Regions from separate parts of the Mus musculus genome. Here all the other regions are linked to region 2. The links are chromatin contacts, called in public Hi-C, HiChIP or PLAC-seq and promoter capture Hi-C maps. All regions are on one chromosome and are shown on one strand. Each heading gives the region's core, a stretch centred on a gene start, on an enhancer-like site or on the middle of the called end of the contact. The rest is flanking DNA. Distances are from core to core; before and after follow the strand shown.

Evidence for each region. Promoter capture Hi-C pulls out the DNA fragments that hold promoters and counts their contacts. Hi-C and Micro-C count contacts between places; a contact is called where the count stands out from the background. HiChIP or PLAC-seq counts read pairs in DNA pulled down with a chosen protein or histone mark.
Region 1: an H3K27ac HiChIP or PLAC-seq map of embryonic stem cells shows a contact between it and region 2, with 2.8 times the contacts expected there. The contact joins the promoter of Rpl8 here to the promoter of Txn2 in region 2. A contact is called at or near these places in 1 of 39 promoter capture datasets (erythroid cells) and 5 of 115 datasets of contacts at active chromatin or transcription factors (astrocytes, embryonic stem cells, microglia and 2 more).
Region 3: a contact with region 2 is called in a Hi-C map of B cells, with 12 read pairs. The contact joins the promoter of C030006K11Rik here to the promoter of Txn2 in region 2. A contact is called at or near these places in 2 of 39 promoter capture datasets (cranial neural crest and liver), 1 of 484 Hi-C or Micro-C datasets (B cells), 3 of 115 datasets of contacts at active chromatin or transcription factors (astrocytes, forebrain and pancreatic cancer cells) and 1 of 9 other capture datasets (liver).
Region 4: a promoter capture Hi-C map of pre-B cells shows a contact between it and region 2, with 4 times the contacts expected there. The contact joins the promoter of Ppp1r16a here to the promoter of Txn2 in region 2. A contact is called at or near these places in 3 of 39 promoter capture datasets (hippocampal neurons, liver and pre-B cells).
Region 5: a contact with region 2 is called in a promoter capture Hi-C map of pre-B cells, with 4 times the contacts expected there. The contact joins the promoter of Mfsd3 here to the promoter of Txn2 in region 2. A contact is called at or near these places in 2 of 39 promoter capture datasets (liver and pre-B cells) and 2 of 115 datasets of contacts at active chromatin or transcription factors (astrocytes and forebrain).
Region 6: a contact with region 2 is called in a promoter capture Hi-C map of hippocampal neurons, with 7 times the contacts expected there. The contact joins the promoter of Zfp647 here to the promoter of Txn2 in region 2. A contact is called at or near these places in 1 of 39 promoter capture datasets (hippocampal neurons) and 2 of 115 datasets of contacts at active chromatin or transcription factors (bone marrow-derived macrophages and forebrain).
Region 7: a contact with region 2 is called in a promoter capture Hi-C map of liver, with 5 times the contacts expected there. The contact joins the promoter of Nol12 here to the promoter of Txn2 in region 2. A contact is called at or near these places in 4 of 39 promoter capture datasets (hippocampal neurons, liver and pre-B cells) and 1 of 115 datasets of contacts at active chromatin or transcription factors (pancreatic cancer cells).

The regions. Positions count from the first base shown.
Region 1 is chr15:76,902,696-76,905,395 of GRCm38.p6, reverse strand. Rpl8 (ribosomal protein L8) reads right to left here and starts at 1,325. Exons shown (of 6, transcript NM_012053.2): 1 at 1,287-1,325; 2 at 946-1,093; 3 at 716-857; 4 at 360-578. The coding sequence starts at 1,083.
Region 2 is chr15:77,927,509-77,930,308 of GRCm38.p6, reverse strand. It overlaps Txn2 (thioredoxin 2), which reads left to right and starts at 1,315. Exons shown (of 4, transcript NM_019913.5): 1 at 1,315-1,402; 2 at 2,355-2,617. The coding sequence starts at 2,355.
Region 3 is chr15:76,722,525-76,725,224 of GRCm38.p6, reverse strand. C030006K11Rik (RIKEN cDNA C030006K11 gene) reads left to right here and starts at 1,380. Exons shown (of 3, transcript NM_145472.2): 1 at 1,380-1,570; 2 at 2,006-2,054; 3 at 2,242-2,700. The coding sequence starts at 1,409. The coding sequence ends at 2,687. Arhgap39 (Rho GTPase activating protein 39) reads left to right here. Exons shown (of 12, transcript NM_001168288.2): 12 at 49-1,240. The coding sequence ends at 243.
Region 4 is chr15:76,670,349-76,673,328 of GRCm38.p6, reverse strand. Ppp1r16a (protein phosphatase 1, regulatory subunit 16A) reads right to left here and starts at 1,686. Exons shown (of 12, transcript NM_001358933.1): 1 at 1,567-1,686. It also overlaps a transcript of Foxh1 not described here.
Region 5 is chr15:76,700,220-76,702,919 of GRCm38.p6, reverse strand. Mfsd3 (major facilitator superfamily domain containing 3) reads right to left here and starts at 1,378. Exons shown (of 5, transcript NM_027122.3): 1 at 570-1,378; 2 at 129-276; 3 at 1-41. The coding sequence starts at 1,251.
Region 6 is chr15:76,924,170-76,926,895 of GRCm38.p6, reverse strand. It overlaps Zfp647 (zinc finger protein 647), which reads left to right and starts at 1,448. Exons shown (of 5, transcript NM_172817.3): 1 at 1,448-1,520.
Region 7 is chr15:78,933,536-78,936,388 of GRCm38.p6, reverse strand. It overlaps Nol12 (nucleolar protein 12), which reads right to left and starts at 1,456. Exons shown (of 6, transcript NM_133800.3): 1 at 1,314-1,456. The coding sequence starts at 1,399.

The DNA of each region.
Region 1 (2,700 bases), core at 76-2,575, 1.0 Mb after region 2:
AACTCAAGTGCAGGATCAGAATTCCTAGGTCACAGTGCACAAAAGTGTCAAGCGGTGTAATCTTTTTTTAACCTAATTTTATGTATACACAGGCATCTTTACCTACATGTCTGTATCCATACACATTTATACAGTGCCCAGAGACCAGAAAAGAATCAAATCCCCAGGACAGGAATCAGTTAGTTGTTTACGAAGTAGGTATTCTAGCACTCTACAACTAAATCCCCAGTTGCATTCTGTTAGTCTTCTCCCATGACCAAGAAAATAAGCAATGTGGTTCTATGGCCTAGGCCCAGCAGCTGGCAGTTCATATGCCGACCACCCGCGTCTTCAAGGCCCCACTGCCCTCCCGCACTCACCAACAACGGCTCTGTTGGCAGAGGAAATGACCTTCTTGGACCCCGAAGGCAGCTTCACTCGAGTCTTCTTGGTCTCTGGGTTGTGGGAGATGACTGTGGCGTAGTTCCCGGAGGCTCGGGCCAGCTTGCCCCTGTCCCCAGGTTTCTCCTCCAGACAACACACGATCGTACCCTCAGGCATGGTGCCCACGGGCAAAACATTGCCGATATTCAGCTGGGCTGTGGAGAGAGGGGGCAAAACGACTGTTAACGCTAAAAGCCATGCCAAACCCACACCGATCCCAACCCACGAAGCTCAGCTCAGCACCCAAAGTCCCGGGCCCAACCCTTCCTTCCTTCCCCGCCTGGAGGCTCACCCTTCTTGCCGCAGTACACGAACTGTCCAGTGTGGATCCCCTCCGCTGCGATGAACAGCTCTGTCCGCTTCTTGAATCGGTAGGGATCCCGAAAGACGACTTTGGCGAGGGGAGCGCCGCGGCCAGGGTCATGAATGATGTCCTACGGGTCAGGGTGGTGTATTGTATTCTAAGGCCTGCTCGAGACGCCCGGTTCCCCGCCTGCTTAACTCCCGCCGGTGCCCTCCTACCTTTACGATGCCTTTAATGTAGCCGTGTCGCTCCGCGAAGTCCACAGCACGTAGGCGCGCGGCGCCCTTACGGTGCTTCACGTGCGCACGGAAAACAGAACCCGCGCCTTTCCTCTGCCCTCGGATCACACGGCCCATGGCGGCGAGTCTGGAAATGGTTCGAGTTCAGCGTCCAAAAAAATCCCCAGCCTCCTGCCAGCCCCCAAGGCCGAAAGCAACGCCATCCCTCCCTTCTGATCCTGGACGAGTGGGCCAGGCCGCATGACAGACCGCCAAGTAGTTAACGGCGGCGGATGGCGGTGGATAATTTCAAAACCCGCAGCGGACAGAGCACAACTTACCTGCCGGCAAGCAAGGCCGAAAGAGGAAATAGACGGGTCAACGCAGCCTTATCTTCCGGGGCGGGGCCATAACTCCGCCCCTTCCCCAGCGCAATGCCTGTCGGGTCTTGTAGTCACATGCAGGTGTCCTGTGTGTCTACCAAATTGCTGAACCAAGGCAATTGCTGAAACTTGTCGTCCTGGGGAGAGGCAGACTCTGAAGAAACCGACTCAAGAGTCTTACGGAGGAAGGGCGGGAGAGAGGAGGCTTCAAGAGGTGGAAGGATTTGTCCAGGGCAACGCCACGCAGAATCTTGAGCTTCCGAGCTGGGCCCAGACGGAGGAGATTGGATGTGCAGACACTGGAAACCTAGTGCTTTGCCGAACTAGAAGATTGAAATTTGACTGGGTCAGGCGGAGTTCCAGGACAGCCTGGGCTAGAAAACAAGTTCCAGAACAAGCTAGGGCTACAAAGAAAACCCAGTCTGGGGTAGGGGGTTGGGGGTGGAGGGGAGGAAGGAGGTGAAGAAGAACAAGAAGATAATGATTGGGATTTAAGAAGGTCACCTGCGGAGTTCTCAAGATGTCTGGCAAAGAAGCCAAAAGTTAGTGGCCTCAGCAATTGGAAAGAGGGTGGGGGCAATGACCCTGGAGAGCTAAAGCGGGGAAGGAACGCAGCGATGCAGGGCGATAAAGTGGCACAGAGCCCCCCAAACAGAGGTTCTTCATCTGAGTGAAACCTAAGTAGTCAATGGCATAAACGTGTAGACTGAGAGGGAGGTAACTGAGGGTCAGGGTCCCAATTGGTAAGAGAGGTTTGTCAGAACTGGGAGATTTTACATGGCAGAGGCTAAAATTGACATATTGAGGAGGAAGGGACATGGGTTGGTGATCTGACACACTGAAAAGAAGAAGGGACAGGCCAGACGTGGTGGCACATGCCTTTAATCCCAGGGCTTGGGAGGCAGAGGCAGGTGGATTTCTGAGTTCGAGGCTAGCCTGGTCTACGGAGTGAGTTCCAGGACAGCCAGGGTTGTACAGAGAAACCCTGTCTCGAAAAAACAAACAAACAAACGAGGAAAGAACACCGAGTTATCGTCATGGCTCAAGTTCCACAGGATGCTGGTGCACAGGGTATTCCAGAAGGGTAGTGGAGCTTTGGGTGGCAGGGTTCCAGGACTTGCAGAGTGGTAAATCAAGCCACCCAGGGGCAGGGTAAGGAGTTGAGTCAGCCCAGAAGAGAACCAGAATGAAAGATGCCTATACAGAAAAGTCTGTGGGAGGATGCCTGCTAGTGCTTTGTCTTGTGAACCGTGCAGGGCATAGGGCCCTGCCAGCACTAGGGTATATCTCAGCCAACCGGCCCACAGGACAGTTTTGTGAGAGTCTGTAAATGTATGTGCAAGTTTTCAGCCCTGTCACACTCTTCCTATAT
Region 2 (2,800 bases), core at 66-2,565:
ACAGAAAAGGGACCCAGAGACAGTGCAGAATCTAGTACCTAGTAGCACTTTTCTCAGAGAGCTCTGGGAGAGCCTTCCAGGCACAACTGCAGATGTAGAACACAAAGACGCCTCAGCAAACCACTAATTATTGAGAGAGTGGGTTAAAATAGGGTGGTAGATGGAGTCCATCTGCTGGGACACATCACATAACCCCTCTGACAGAAACCACTTGCTGAGGTGCGCAAAGATTCTCAACTTAGTGTCTATTGAACAGCCTCTCTGTGCTGGGCATTGTACCAGGTTGGCGCTAAGTATATGCAGATGAGACAACCACAAGTCCCTACTCTCAGAAAGAGACGTTGTCCATGTGTTCTGGAGGATTATAAAGCAGGCGCTAGTGAGAAGAAAGCAGTACTATTCAGAGAAGATAAGGTGAGCAGGTGTTCTAAGTACCCAGAGACAAAGTTCAAAGTGAGCAAAGGTATGGAAGGGAAGGTGGACAGCAACGTGTTCCCCGATCGTAAGGGGCTGGAATACTGGTTACAATATGCATAAATGAGGGACTTACACCTCAGTCACTCATGCCAGTGGGAATGGAGAGAAAGCCCTACACTTTACCTTGGATAGTGCTTCCTTGACAGTTCCAAAAAGTAAGACATGACAGTACAAAAGGTAAGGGCTTTAGAAGTACCGCCAGCCCTTAGGGGCAGAGGGACTTGCTCAATCATAAGAAGTTAGGTTGGGCAGAAAAGAATCAAAAACGGCAGAATAACCCCTTAATGCGACATGTGTACACACACACACACCACACACACGACCGGATCTCACGTAGTTCCTAAGTATCGAGGATGACTTTGAACTCCTGAGCCCTCCGGGGTCCTGGGATTAGGTGTGTGCCATCACACCCAGTTTACTTGGTATTGAGAAGCCAGGCTTTGGGTGTGCTAGACAGGAATCCAATTGAGCCATAACCCCAGCCCGGGAATCTCTTCCTTTTAACACTAAGCTTCTGTCGAGAACAGAGCTTCCTCGGCATTAAAGTGAACACAGCCTTCCAGCCCTTTCCAGAGCTCAGATCCAAGGGTGGGCAATGCCAAGAGGCGCAACACAGCAGGAGCTTGTTCCAAAGCCACTCCTTCCTTCCCGCCCTCTCACCCATCTCCTCCCTCACTGGTCCCACACATTTTCCGGTCCCTCCTCCACGATCCCATTCCTTCCGGTCGCGCCCCTTCAGCCCTACATTTTTCCGTCCTCCTCATTGGTGAAAAAAACCGAGCCGCCCCCAAGTTGCAGAGAAACGTCGTCCGCATAGTCTTTCCCGGAAATGACGCTAGACCTGCCCCTGAGGAAGTGACAACAGGAGTGCCCTTGACGGGCAGGCCGGCTGGGCTCTGCATCCCTCTGCTCGCACTGCCGGGAGGTAGGAGCCCTTGCGGGGTGGGCTGAGCCGGGCTGGCGGCGCGCTTCTCTGCAGGAAGGCGATCGGCAGGGGGATGCCCCTAGAGGGAGGAGGTGGCCTTGGCAGCTGCACGTCCTGTGCTCCCAGTCTCCCTGTCCCCCACCCTCCCCAACACGTGTCCATTCTTTGGGCTTCCCTCCGTACACATGCCACCCGCTTCACTTTGGTACCCCATGGCCGGTTCCTACGCCTCTCAGTTCCTCCTTCCGTAGTTGGGAGTCTTCTTCGCTCATTCTTCGACAGCTTCCCTTTCCTTAATTTCCCATAAAAACACTTTTTTAAAAGAATGACTGATAAAAATTTTACAGACGGCCTTGGGTTCCAATTAGCTGTACTTTAAAAACTGGCCTACGTTGGGCATGGCACTTAACCTACCTGTTGCCCTGAGTATGGACGGTATTATAAGGTTTCTTCAGAGTTGATCAGAGAGAGCCAGTGATGTGTGTGTGTGTGGGGGGGGGGGGCATTGGGCTATACACAGTGATGTAAGGCACTTGAGCCTTGTCCCTCCCTCCATTGACCTTTTATAATTCCACCTCAGCCTTGATTTCTTTTTGGCTGTCAACCCAGTTTTTCTGCCCTTCTAACTTAACGTCTATTCAGTGATGCTGACTCCTTACTCACCTCTAGATATTTTTTTTTTGTTGTCGTGGGGAGGTTTTAGAGACCAGGTTTTATTGTCTAGCCCAAACTGACCTTGCCTTATATCACCTGCCTCGCCTCCCAGGAGGAGGATTGACAGGTGGGCCCCACCACACCTGGCCTTTGAAAATCATATATTACAGTATTTCCATGCATCTTGCTTCCAATTCTGTATGTTCCCAACACCTCATTATTCCAGAATTCTTTGTTTTCCTAGTGTGTTGACTTCCTATTGCATGGCCCCAGCTCTTCCTGCCTCTTGCTCCCACAGATGGCTCAGCGGCTCCTCCTGGGGAGGTTCCTGACCTCAGTCATCTCCAGGAAGCCTCCTCAGGGTGTGTGGGCTTCCCTCACCTCTAAGACCCTGCAGACCCCTCAGTACAATGCTGGTGGTCTAACAGTAATGCCCAGCCCAGCCCGGACAGTACACACCACCAGAGTCTGTTTGACGACCTTTAACGTCCAGGATGGACCTGACTTTCAAGACAGAGTTGTCAACAGTGAGACACCAGTTGTTGTGGACTTTCATGCACAGTGAGTACTGGGGACAGTAAGAGATGGAGGGTCTTACTTAAGTATTTATTGAGGGCTCACTATGGCTCTCTACCATGTGTAATGCTTATCTACATACACTCATTATGAAGACTTTTGAGACCCTGTGCCTGTCCTTAAGTATGCAGTATGGTAGGAGACAGATTGATGGTCTTCCTAGCACAC
Region 3 (2,700 bases), core at 131-2,630, 1.2 Mb after region 2:
ACCCTCCACTCTGCTCTCCTCTCCCTTCACCCGGACCCCCTCACACAGGTGTTCGTGCAGCCAGCCAACGTAGCCATCACCAAAATGGACGTCAGCAACCTGGCTATGGTGATGGCACCCAACTGCCTGCGCTGCCAGTCGGATGATCCTCGCGTCATCTTCGAGAATACACGAAAGGAGATGTCCTTCCTTCGAGTGCTCATTCAGCATTTAGATACCAGCTTCATGGAGGGCGTGCTATAGCACGCGGGCTATGGACGCCTGCTAGGGTGACACCCGGGAAGGTGGGAGGGAAGGCCCCAGCGCGAGGCAGCATGCCAGGCCCCGCCAGACGCCGGCCCCGCCCTAGGCCCTCCCGGGGCCAAGCAGCCGCGCCATATCTCGCGGCCAGTTCCTGCAGGTACCGGCTCGCCCTGCCAGTCGCAAGCCAGCCCCGAGAAGTGCCTTCTGTTTCCCGGAGCCGAGCGACACTGCCCTCCTGGTCGGCTGAAGCACATACCGCGTTGCTCAGGGCAACAGGACCTTGTCCCCTCTTCAGGGCAATCCTCCACCAAGGCACTCTCGCCCTGATCCCTCCCACCCTAGTCTAGGGGCCTCTGGCTGGGGCCAGAAGGAGAGTTAGAGGCGTTCTGGAGAGCTGTGCTGGCCACTACTAGGACTTGGCTCCGTCGGCTCGATGCCTAATAGGTCTTTGTGCAAGGGGAGGCCCCAAACCAAAGCCCTCTGGGTTAGGGCCAGGGCTAGGCAGGCTTTCTTGGGGCGGGTGAGGGAGGGCGAGAGGTTTTTTGTTTTTTGACTACAGAATCTATCCGATACCCAGCCTACTTGTGTATAAAGATATAAATAGAACGACAGAACTAAGTTTGCTAAGGACATAGTTTTAACCAGATGCTATTTAGCTCTTGAACTGCCATTGCGGTCCTCGCGCTGAGCAAGTTAGCACCACCCTCCTTTGACCTCGCGGCCTCTGACCAAACTCCACACACGGGCGGCGCGTGGATGAGACCTGCCTGGACTCGTTTGCGTTTTCCATTCTGGAATCTGAGTTCCAACAGTTGTCAAACTTCATTTCTCCTGTTTATATATATATATTTTTAGAGTTTTTATTTATTAAAAACAAAAGTCCCGTCATGCGGAGGTCCTGGCCTCTCTCTCCAGGGCCTCTCGGCCGCAGGCGCTCCCTCGTACGTGTGGCTCGAGGGGACAGTGCTCCGTGTGAATAAAGTTCAAGTGCACACTCGCTGATTGTGTTTCTTTCAGGTTACTTCTGACAAGGGGGCGGGGGAGTCCACGTCTGGCAGCTACTTCCGGGGGCGGGATAGACAGCTCCGCCCCTCCGAGCACGTGTTGCCGGCGGAACCCAAAGCCCCAGGCACAACACTGTGTGATCCGCTTCCGGTGTGGAAGAATGTGGCCGCCTAGTGGGGCAGTGCGTAACTTGGCTCTAGTCTTGGCGAGGTCGCAGAGAGCTCGGACCTGCAGTGGGGTCGAGCGTGTCTCCTACACACAGGGTCAAAGCCCGGAGCCCAGAACCCGCGAGTATTTCTACTATGTGGATCACCAAGGCCAGGTGTGCCTGGCGTGTGACAGAGGGAGGAGACCTGAGGGGACTGCGGAATCCATCGGCACCGGGTGGGGAGTAGTTCTAGAGGCGAGACCTGGGATAGGTGCTACGCGTGGCTTTGAACCTTTCAAAGCCCAGGCTGGAAGAGTTAATTCCGGGGCCTTCCGCTTTCACCGCATCGTAATCCCGCGCACACTAGCCTGTCCTAGCAGCAGTCCCAGAGCCGAGTGCTTGCTCGCGATTGCTAGGGACAAGCGGCTGTCAAACCTGCTGTAGAAAAAGGGGTGAGGGCTGCAACCCTGGAAACCTGTCTGTAGATGTGGGGAGAGTCCGCAGGGCCCTTCCACATGCCCCCCTGAACACATTAGACAGAAAAGCAAGGACAGCGAACACCACCGGCTTTCTTGCCAGGACTTACTGTCCACTGTGTCCCTTCTGCAGCTTTTCCTAGATGACTCCAAAATGAAGAACTTTATCACCTGCTTCAAAGGTATTGCTTACTGCACTGCTCCCTCGTGTCTCTCTCTACCCTTCAGGGCCTCGGCTCCCCGACTCTGAGGGAAGGCACCATCCACGAGGGGGGGCCGCTGTCTCGTGCCAGTGCTGGTATTCCCAGGAAAAGGAGCGTGTCGGGGAAGCTGGGTCACCGAGCATGATCGTGCCTTTTGTTCCCACAGACCTGCAGTTCCTGGTCACTTTCTTCTCCCGTCTGAGACCCAACCACAGCGGGCGCTACGAGGCTTCCTTCCCCTTCCTCTCGCTTTGCGGCAGAGAGCGTAACTTCCTGCGCTGTGAAGACCGGCCAGTGGTCTTCACGCACCTCCTGGCTTCCGACAGCGAGTCACCTCGTCTCTCCTACTGTGGCGGTGGCGAGGCGCTGGCGATACCCTTCGAGCCGGCTCGCTTGCTACCCCTGGCGGCCAATGGGCGCCTGTACCACCCGGCCCCGGAGCGCGCAGGCGGTGTGGGTCTAGTGCGCTCGGCCCTGGCCTTCGAGCTCAGCGCTTGCTTCGAGTATGGGCCTAGCTCCCCTACGGTCCCCTCTCACGTACACTGGCAAGGTCGCCGCATCGCCCTAACTATGGATCTGGCCCCGCTGCTGCCCGCTGCCCCGCCGCCCTGAGACTCCAGCTGGG
Region 4 (2,980 bases), core at 437-2,936, 1.3 Mb after region 2:
AAGAATCTAATAAGAACAAGTCTTTTTAAAAATAAGTTTTCTTTCTTCCTTTCTAAAAAGGTCTCCTCTGTACATATAGCAATTTTCATTTCTATCACTCAGGAAAACACGGGTTGTTACACAGCCCATAAGCAAAAAAAGACTCGAAATGACTGGAAAGGAGTTGGATGACTTATCCACACCTAAGAGACAGGAGAACCGCAGCAAATTTGAGGCTAGCCTGAGCTATACGGCAAGTTTAAGGTCAGCTTAGGCTACATAGTGAGACCCTATCTCAAAAACAAAAAGTAAAGGAACTGGTGAGATGCCTCAGAGCTTGAGAGCACAGGTGGCTGCTTTTCCAGAGCACCAGGATTTAGTTCCCAGTAACCACAGGGTGGCTCACAACTACAAAATGACAGTTCCAGGAGATCCACAAAGATATCCTCTAACCACTTACACGTGGATCATGGCATGTACCCACCCCAAAACGATAAATAAATAAATAATACTTAAAAGAATTATTCCTTAAAAAAAAAAAAAAAGAGGCGGGGAATAGGAAGGCCTGAGCCAACAGGGAAGGAAGTCAAACCAGGCCTTAGGAGAGGAAAACCCTCCCCGCCTCCCGCCCCCCCCCCCCAAAAAAAACCTCCTTGGGCAAAAACTAGCAACAGAGGCAGACTAGCAGCCCTTGAGAGACCTGAAAGTCCCATCACCATGACAACATGAAGCCAGCGGGTTAGGGCAGGTCTCATTAGGCCTCCAGTCCCTCAACCCAACCGGCTCTCATGCTGAGCTAGTGGCAGCTTTGGTTTCCATGAAGTGAATCAGGTGGCCTTCTAAAGAGCCAGGGTGTTTAAAGCAAGACAAAGCCTCCAAAGAAAACCCCAATCCTATAAGGGAAGACCTAGGGAGCAAAGACACCCAAGAGGGCTCACTGAGGTCTGCCCTCTCGCCTCTACCTTCACCACCCAAGTAAGGATATGGAAGAAAAGTGGAGCAGTCAGGAGTCAGCTAACTTTGCTCTACCTCCCAAGCCAATACACACTTCTCTTCTGCACCCGTAATAATTAATCCTCCTTGTCTCTAGCCTCTAGCACTGGTTCCGTCAGGAACCCAAAGGAGCCCAAACAGTTTTCACAAGCTCATTTACATTCCTCTCCCAACCACAATCCAGGAGGCACAGCCTCCAGAAAAGGGGCACTTGAAGCCGTAAGAGGCTCTAGAGTGTGCTTTGACTGAACACCAAAGCCCACATGAAGCACAGGAAAGTCCCTTCGCGGTCCTAAGGTCAGAATGAAGACTGTCGATGGATTTGCCCGACCAACAGGTTGCAAGAACTTCCTTCACTGATAGGTTTCACAAAAACAAAAACAAAAACTAACAACAACAAAAACCCACCCTCCGCTGGCCGCCTCGCTGGCGCCCCTTCTGCAGGCCCCTCACGACCCGCTCCATTGCCGGGCCAGCACCGGGCCGCAGAAGAACCGGCGCTGGCTCACCCGCTATGCCCCGCCCAGCCGTGCTGGGCCTCCCCCGCGTCCCCAGATAGACCCGACCCTCACTCACAATCGCCGGCCTTCTCACCTGGAACCTCCCTGGCCGCTCCCTGAACCCGGCCCGGCCGACCCTGGAGCCCGGCGCTGCTCCAGGCGCCACGGGGGCGGGCCCCGCGCCCATCCTCGCCATGGCAACGCGACACTTCCGGCCCGAGGTGTCCCGAGCGGAAGCCGCGGTGCTGGGCGGGAAGGCTGGGCGGGAAGGCTGGGCTGAGTCGTTTTGCGAGGGCGGGGCCTAAGGAGCGTCCTCCAGGGACAGAGTCATCCACTGTAGATTGACAGGGGCGGGGTCAGCTCCGGTAGCTGATTGGTTGATACTGTGGAAGATTTTTTTTTTTTTTTTAATTCCCGTGCTCTATTCTGTGGTACTAACACCCTGATGTCCGGGGTAGGGCGGGAAGGGCAAATGTTCAGGTGTTCCCGGAAGGGTGATCTTTATTTATCCTATCCTTTGATTAAAGGGTAGGAGTCCCTCGTTGCTCGAAAGAGGATGGGCAGCAGTTTGGGTGATGGTTGGACCCTGGGACACTGTGATCAGGGAGAAGCAGTCCCGATGAGGAGCCTTGAATGTCAGTTCAAGGAGCCAGGCTTTAACTGGAACCAAGGAAGGACCAGTGGAAAGGGAGACCTCAGACTTGCAGGAGAGAATGTCTTCTTTAGTGAATAGGTCTGAGGCCATAGGGATATTTGACAGGTGAGACACAGGAACTCTCAGCTAGAGCTCTGAGGACGAAAAGCAGAGGGGCAGGAGGTGATAGGATTGGGGGTGGGGAGGGGAGACAGATGAGAGCTAAAAGAAGAATCTGAGATAAGATCACAACCCAGCCAGGGGCAGAACTGTCAGAGGAAGTGAAGTCCCACTGTGCTCATCCTCCTTGTGTGTCCCCATTCCCTCCTCCACTCATGACTGTACCTTCCTTGGCACCTGCCAGGGTCTCTGTCCTGTTGATGGTACAATGGGGAGGGGCTTCACAGGAAAAGGTGAATTCTCAAAAGCTTTTAGTGCTCATGAAGGTCTTGGATTGTTGGCTCTGACACCAACCTCTGCCATCAGCGCTCTAATCAGACCCTCAATGCAAAGCTGCCCATTGTAGTAGCCAGGAGAACTTAGAACATAGATGGTGACTGAGCCCAAGAATAGAGCCACCAATTAGATGGCCATGCCTATATGGGCACCTACAACATACTCATGGGAAGATCACTTAAGTCTCTGTATCCTCCTCTTGTTCCTGAGGACAGACTCTATTCCCTTTTTGGTCCAGAAGGTCTGTCAATCTGTATCCCCACCCCCATCAAGTCCTGAGCAGACTCCCCACCTAAGGCTTGACTTTTTTGTTTGTTATTGTTTTTTCTTTTTTCTTTTTTTTTTTTTTTTTGTTTGTTTTTTTGAGACAGGGCTTCTCTGTATAGCCCTGGCTGTCCTGGAACTCACTTTGTAGACC
Region 5 (2,700 bases), core at 129-2,628, 1.2 Mb after region 2:
GGCGGAGCTGCAGCACTGTCTTCAACAGCTTCAGTGGCTGCCTGGGGTGGGAATTGAGAGATGCTATGGTAAGATCACCTGGGACACCGGTGGAATTGAGGGTCAGGCTAGGGTTGGGGAGTGCTTACCAGTGCCTGGCCAGTAGAGCCCCACCCAAGGAGGAGCCAGCAATGGAGCAGGTCACAGCACCCAAGCCACTCCATAGCCCCAAGTCTGAGGCAGAAGCACCATGGTCCAGCAGGAGAAGTGGAAACAGGCTGCCAGCACCCTGCTCACCTACAGGAGACCGTAAGCAAGGATGGCCCCAGTCTTTCTTCCAGGAGCCTCAGTACTCCAACCAGTCAGGCCCCTGGTCCCCTTCATTTTCATGGGCCCCAGATGTTAGAAGAGAAAGGGCTGGGCATTGGCTGGAGCTGAGGGAAGTTAAGAGGTGAAACAAAACTGAGCTACAGAGCTCTGGGCTGGTATTCCAGCATAGGGCAGTCCCCTGAGTGGGTTTCAGGGCCCTAGGGACCAACATAGAGTTTGGGCTCTAAGCTCGATGGTAACTAACTGCAGGCCTCACTCACCCAGCTTGTAGGTGAGCACAAAGCCCGCTGTCCAGAGGGTCCCAGGCACAGCCAGCAAATCTTGTAGAAGATAGGAGCTGTGGGGTGTATGCTCTGAGGCCTGAGGCCATGGCAGCCTTCCCAAGGCTGGTGCAGCCCAGGCTAAGGCAGCAGCCAGCCAGTAGGTGGCAGCTAGGAGCAAAAAGAGCAGTGGCCAAGAGAGAGTGGGGAAGAGGACCAACAGTCCACCCCCAGCCAGTGCTGATCCCAGCTTGTAAGCGACCACCTGTACAGTGTTCCCAGGTCCCAACTCCTTTGGCTCTAGGAGTTGCACAGCGAGTGTGTCCAGAGCCACATCCTGCACCGCTGCACCCAGATTCAGCAGCAGTAGCAGCCCCATCACGGTGGTAGGTAGCCCTGTTTGGCCAGCTTGCGGAGGAGGCAACACAGCCAGCAGTCCACACACCAAGCCCAGGGACAGTGTGCTGAGTGTTAACCAGACCCGCGGGGTGCCCCGCCTGTCCACCAGCGGTGCCCACGCCAGCTTTAACAGCCATGGAGCATACAATCCCTTGGTTAGACCCACGCGCGTTAGGGAGAGGCCACGGGCCCGCAGTAAAATGGGAAGCAAACTGGACTGCAGTCCATAGGGCAGACCCTGCACAAGATAGAGGCCGGCCAGCGGCAGCAACTTCCCATGCATGGCCCGTTCGTGGTGGGATCGGACGGCTCAGGATGAACAGTCAGGGTCTGGTCCTCCTACATAGGGCCGGGGACAGTCAGGCTGTAATCCCGACACGCACACTGGGACCAGAAATCCCGGAAGTACCGAAGCTGGGAGAAAAATGCGGAGCGATAGACCGGTCCTATCGCATGGTGGGACCGCAGTCTTGCACAGCCCATAACTACCGGCATGCTTTGCGCAGGGGTCAGGGTGAGGGAGAGGCGGGGCAACCCGGGCTGGGGGTGGAGCCAACCCCCTACTAGTCCTCAATTGGCCTAAAACCCAAATGTTAAGCAGGTTACTGATACCTACACAGACCCAAATCATCTGCTCTGGCGCCCCTCGTGCCAAACCTGGACACGACAGCCTGCTGCTCACAATGCCAGCGGGTAGATGTGAGTGGCTAGGAAGGAAGCTGAGGTAACAGGCTGGTCTCAAAGGTATCTTCCTGTCTGCTGAATGGATACCAGATCCGTTCCAGAAGAAGCATTTTCACTTTAGCGGTTTTTTGTTTGTTTGTTTGTTTGTTTGTTTGGTTTTATGTGTGTGTGGATAGGTTTTCTTTATAGAACTTACTTTGTAGACCAGGCTGACCTCAAACTCAGTATCTTCCTGCCTCTGTCTCCCAAGTGCTGGGATTAAACGGGTGCGCCACCACTGGCGGGCTCACCACGCCCAGCTCCCGAAGCATTTCTAATACTTAGCTCACAGAGCCAATACTTTGCCCCACAATGCATTTAGCACTGCTCCCCATTCCTTGCTGAGACTGTGGCTTCAGAGCTGCCCCCAGGTCAGTGACCACAGAAGCAGGAGTTTTGTGGGGAAGGGCAGGACCTAGTCAGCTATTGCCCGTGATACCCACTTCCTTTTCAGTATTCAGTGAGGGTAGTTAGTCCAGACCACGTGATTCTGGCTCTGCAGGGAAGGCTCATGCCCAGTCTCTCCCCCTTCTCAGAGTTGTGCCCTCCCAAGTCCACAATGAGACTGTTAAATGAGGCCTTGGGTTAACTGACTCAATTATAGTAGATAACTGGGTGGAACTTCTTTTGTGTTTGGACACAGTGTCCAAGTCCTAGCACCCTGGCACTGCCTTGCTTCCACGGAGGGGCTATCCTGCCACTTCCAGATAGTCTCAGGATCTAAGTGTTCACATCTATAAAATGGGTTCTACTTTTGGGGCATGATTGTAAACCCCTATAATTTTGCTCTTCAGGCTGAGGCAAGAGAAGAATGAGTTTAGGTTGCCCTGGATACCTTAGCTGTTTAAAGGGGTGGCAGGCAGGATATAGTTCAGTGGTCCTGAGTCCAATCCCCAGTACCACAAAACTTAGGGGATGGAGGACGGCTTTGCCTACCGCAGAGGAACACTGCAGACCAAACAAGTTGAACCCCAGCAGTGTCTACTGTGCACAGGGGCTCATCCTGAGC
Region 6 (2,726 bases), core at 199-2,698, 1.0 Mb after region 2:
AAAACAAAAAAACCTGGCCCCCTCTGGGGCACACACACTTTAAAAATCCAAGAACAAAAACCTGGAGGCTCCATCACCCTGATCCACAAGAGCTGTTCTTGCTCCCTATCTCCCAGACATTTCCTCCTCCAGCCCCATGCTTTGTGTGTAGCCTCAGCTGTCCTGGAATTTGTTCTATAGACCAGGCTGGCCCCAAACTCACAGAGATTGGCCCTCTGACTCTGCCTCTGCCTCCTCTGCCTCTGCCAGTATTTTGTAACAGAAGACACGTAACCACTACAATTAGAGAAATAAAAATTGAAGCCATAACGGAGGGTAGGATCGAGTGCTACTGAGATACTATATGCTTATACTAGAGTCCCTGACTTTAATTTCCAGCAGAGAATATGTGTGCATACAGGGCCACTAAGGGTCAGTCTGAGGAGCTGCGCACCACGGTATTTTGTTGTTTTATCTTTTGAAAGGGCTTCTCAACAGGTCAGAACCTGAAGCTTGCCAGTGACTCTAGACTGGCTGGCCAGAGAGCCCTACACAGCTCGGCCTTGTTCCGCCTCCCCTGTGCTGGGGTTCTAAGCAAGCACTATTACACCCAGCCTTTTCACATGGATACGAGTGATTAAACTCAGCCTCGTGCACGTTTGTCAAACACCCAGTCTGTTGTACATTCCTCTAGCCCTGGAATAACTCAATTTTTTTTAAAGATTTATTTCATGTATGTGAGTACACTGTAGTTGTCTTCAGACACACCAGCAGAGGGCATCAGATCCCATTACAGATGGTTGTGAGCCACCATGAGGTTGCTGGGAATTGAACTCAGGACCTCTAGAAGAGCAGTTAATGCTCTTAACCGCTGAGCCTCTCTCCAGCCCCGAATAACTAAATTTCTAAAAGCCTGCTTACACCAAGTGTGGGCAAATACAAACAACAATTGGAACTGTCATACACTGCTAGTCTAGGGAATGTGTTGATGAGGACACAAGACAGACTGGCCGTCCCTTAAGAAGTTGAACACACACTACACTGTAAACTAAACCCAAGCAGCCCGAGTCAGCCTGATGGGTCTCGAGACCAGTGGTCCAGGCTGCCTGGCCACCAGGGAAATCGCTAGAGGGCAAGCACAGATCTTGGCGGAAGTGACCGAAGGCCCTCGGGAGAAGAGGGGCGGCAGGGAGGGGGCGAGGCCGGGAGGCACTCGGATTTGTAGGGACTGCGGCCGCCGCTTCCGCTACAGCCTCAAAGAGCAGGCGCGGTCCGGGTCAGCACGCGGTCTCTCTAGGCACAGCGGAGGCCTACGCTCTCGGTGGCCCCGGGGCGCAGGGCATCAAGTCCTGCAAGAAGAGCTGGAGGCGGACGGCCATCCGATCCTCCCGCGTCCCGGTCCGGGACTTGGGGTGGGGGTTGGGGGTGGGGACCTAGGGGCGGGGTCCCCTGAGATTGACGACTGCGCAGACGGGGCGGGACGGCCCCTTTGTCTTAGGGAGCCGAAGCTGCCGCCACAGGGCGAGAGGTTGCGGCAGATGGTGAGTGGCGCTCTGTCGGCTGCGCGGGACCCTCTCCTTCATCCGCACCCAAAGCTCCGCGCCCTCGCGTATGCCAGCCCTTCCCCCCGATGGATGGCTGCGGCCGGGCTGCTGACCCAGGCTGCACCCTCCGGTCCCTCGAACCCTCCAGGCCCCTCCCCGGGACCCTTCGCGGTGGCTCCCGCTAGCCCGGTCCGGAGTTCAGACGGTTCTGATGTGCATACGGTTTCCTACTGGTTGGTTAATTTGGTTTGGCTTGGGCAGTGGATGAGGTTTTGTCTGGTGAAATAACCGCGTCCCAGACTGCCCTGGAAGTCCTGGGTTCGCACGATCCTCTCCCATAACCCGGACTACAGTCAGGGCCACCATACAGCATTTTAAGTCCCATGCATCCTCAGCAGCGAAGGACATTTCTTGTCAAACTGAAGGTGCTCCGCTCTGCTCCCCATTAGCCCAGCTTCTTCTTGGATTTGTTTTATTTTTCTGCTGTTGCTCTCTTGTTACTTTGCAAAGGCCCCTTTTAATGGATGACAACTTCTCTAACGTGGCATTTTCTTGTTTAATTTTTTTATATGTATTTATGTGCTTTGCCTGCGTGTGTATCTGTACTGTATATCATGTGCATGCCTGGTGCCAACGGAGGCCAGAAGAGGGCATCGGGTTCCCTGGAATTGGCTGTGAGCCGCCATGTGGGTGCTGGGAATCAAGTGTGGGTCCTAGACGGGGGAAAAAAACGTGTGCTCTTAACCGCTGAGCCATCCCTCCAGCCTCCACATGTATGGCTCAGTTAGACACCTGAATCTGGATGTGCTGATGAGTGCTGCCATCCCCATCTCTGCCGCTTAGTAGCTTACTTGGTGAGTTCCAGGCCAGTAAGAGACCGTATTTCCCCGCCCCCGCCCCCCCCCCCCCCAATGGTGAAAGGTTTCTAAGGAATAACACCTAAGGTTGTCTGCTGGCCTCTATGTGCTTGCTGATGTGTAGGTACGCACGCACACACAGGAAAATTGTATACAATAATAGCTCCCTTGTATGTGGGCGATGAAGTATGGGCACAGCTGTATTCTCTAAGGCCAGAGAAGGACATTGGATGTCATGCCCACTGGCCCATCTCCCCAGCCCACAGTAGTTCTTTTAAATGTTACTCTGCCTAGCATCCTGACATAGTGAATGCATAGTGACACTAGAAGCAGTTTCCTGTGGAGC
Region 7 (2,853 bases), core at 207-2,706, 1.0 Mb before region 2:
CTCTCCTACCCACCAACCCATTTTACCCTCTCACAGCCAACCCTTAATTTATAGATGGGGACTCTGAGGAAGAGACTAGGATACTCATCCAAGGTCACAGACAATGCAGTCACAAGTCATTCAATGACAAAGGTACCTTCGAGAAATGAGTTGTGAGTCCTTGCTGGACCATCAGAGTGTACTTACATAATAATCCTGGGTGGTATAACCTACCACACACCTATGCTGGAAGCTATAGTCTCAGTACGCGCTCCATCACTAACCAAACGTCACCTAGCTCACCTGGCCTTCCTGCCCCTTGCTAAGTACACAAAAGGCCAGGTGGTCAATACACAGAGCTGGTGGTCACTGTTCCCACACTGGCAAACTTTATTTCATAGGAGTCACTTCTAGTAAGGCTTTCTAATAATGCCTTCACCCAGACCCCAAAACTCTTTCACTGAACCAACCAACAACCAGTCCTCAAGGCCACCTGACTCCTGAACCCACCTGGGTCCTGTGTGGCGGGTCCTAGGAGTGCCCCCACCTTCCTGACTCGTGCTTCCTTCTTCCTGTCTAATCTCTGCTGTTCCTGAGTTTGCTGTATTGGAAGTTAATTACGCTTAGTACCTTATTCGAGCTAGGCAAATGGTCTAATAAATTAATTCGTTTATATTGTCTTGGAGACAGGGACAAATTGTCCAAATGCCCATACCGTTCTTGAACTTTCCCGCACAGGGTTTTACTTTGCAATCCTCCTGCCTCAGCATCCGGGATGGCTAGGATTATAGGTCTGCACTACCAGGCTTTGCAATTACGGTTTCCGTTGGTACACTACACCAGGGGTTTTAACTGTATTTTGCTACTGTTATGGATCGTAATGTAAATATTATCTCTTTTCCGATGGGTTTAAGGGGGTCGCGACCCACAGGTTGAGAGCCATCAGACCACAAGGTGCTATTTACGGTGACACTAAAAAGCAGTTCAGCCTCTGGTCTCAGGCTTGGCTGGCACGCAGTCTGGTGCGTGAATCAATGAACTAAACCTCTCTCATCCCATCGGCTCGTCCTTCGTCAACAACGACTGGGAGCCAGCTATGGGCTGTGACAATAGACGGCGCGGCACTCCGGTGGTCCAAGGCGCAGCGCTGAGAGCCGTAAACAGCGAGGGAGGAGCGGGCGACTCCATCCCCCGAGGTGGGGAAAGAGGAAGGCGAGCTCCAGCTACATCCAGGGGCGGGGCCGGAAGAACCCTCCGCGTGGGCGTGCGCGCCCTGTGCCTGGCGCGCTTCCCCCGGCAGCCCGACGGGAGTCTCTTTCCACCCTGCCACTCACCGCCGCTTCTCTTCATCAAAGTTGAGAACGAGCCGGGGCCGCCGGTCGTCTCCATCTCTTTTCTTCTTCTTCTTGTTGCGGCCCATTGCAGTGAAGCTTCCGGCAGCGTGGCCGCTTCTGACTTTAAAACACTTCCGGGTGTAGCAGTTTCAGATTTCCGGTAGGGCGCTCTTCGTGGCCTTGTTCCACAGTTCCGCAGATTTGGCTCCACCTTTTAAAGGAGCCTCCCGTCCTGCCTCAGCTTTGGTTCAGGTCTTCTGAACAATCCTCCCAGAATGGCTTCGGTGAGAACTAGGCTCCCCGATTCCATCATCTGACCTGCCTCGAACAAGCGCTCAATCTGGAGTTATTTATAAACCGCTAAGAATTACTGAACTTAATTGAATTCAGATGTCAACTCTTTCATGATTTCCTTGAGCGAGGGAAACTGCCTAGATGCAAACACTGGTATTCCTTTACAAAGTATGTGACTCAAAAGCAATTGCCCCCCTTTAAAAAAAAAAGATTAAATCATAAATTATGGGCTAGGGGAGGTGGCATACATCTTTATCCCAGTACCTGAGAGGCAGAGGCAGGTGGATCAAAGTCAGCCTAAGCTACACAGTGAGTTCCAGGACAACCAGAGCAGAGCTAGACAATAAAGAGACCCTGTCTATAAATAAATAAGTAAGATTAAAAAAATACTGTGCCTAAGTGAGTTTAGGTCTACTGTATGAGGACCTACAAGGCCAGAAGACGGTATGAAATCCCCTGCAACTAGAGTTACAGATGGGGGCTGGTGAGATGGCTCAGCAGGTAAGAGCACCCGACTGCTTCCGAAGGTCCTGAGTTCAAATCCCAGCAACCACATGGTGGCTTACAACCATCCCTAATGAGATCTGACTCCCTCTTCTGGTGTGTCTGAAGACAGCTACAGTGACTTACATATAATAAATAAATAAATCTTAGAGTTACAGATGGTGTGTGAGTCATGTGGGTACTGAGAATCAAACCTTGGTCCTCTATAAGACAAGTAGGCACTGTTAACCATTGGAGTCATCTCTCCAGCCCCCAAATTGCCTTTTTCTTTGTGTCTCACTTTCCTATTTATAAAATAGAGATCATTGTAGTGACTTTGTAAGGCTGTAAAGAGGTGGCCCTGGAACTCTGGCATGCACTTAAAGGCTTGCTGAAATCCAAATTGAGGGTTCAGGGTTCAACACACTTGGCAGGGCCCCAGAATGTCCATTTCTAGAACATTCTCTGGTGACCCTGAATATTGCTCCTGCGTGCAGCAAACTGAGAGCCGTGACTGTGGTGGGACAAGTGTGTCGGGTCAGAAGTGCATAACACAATATTCTCCCAGACTCAGTTGGTGCAGAGGGAAATCTCTGAGTTCGAGGCCAGCCTGGTCTACAGAGTAAGTTCCACGACAGCCAGGGCTACACAGAGAAATCCTGTCTCAAAAAACCAAAGCCAAACGGGGTGGGGGGAGAGCAGGGATTGTGCCAGTGATCAAATGTGAGCTAGATTGTCTGAGCTTTGGTGTTTGGTCTCCCTT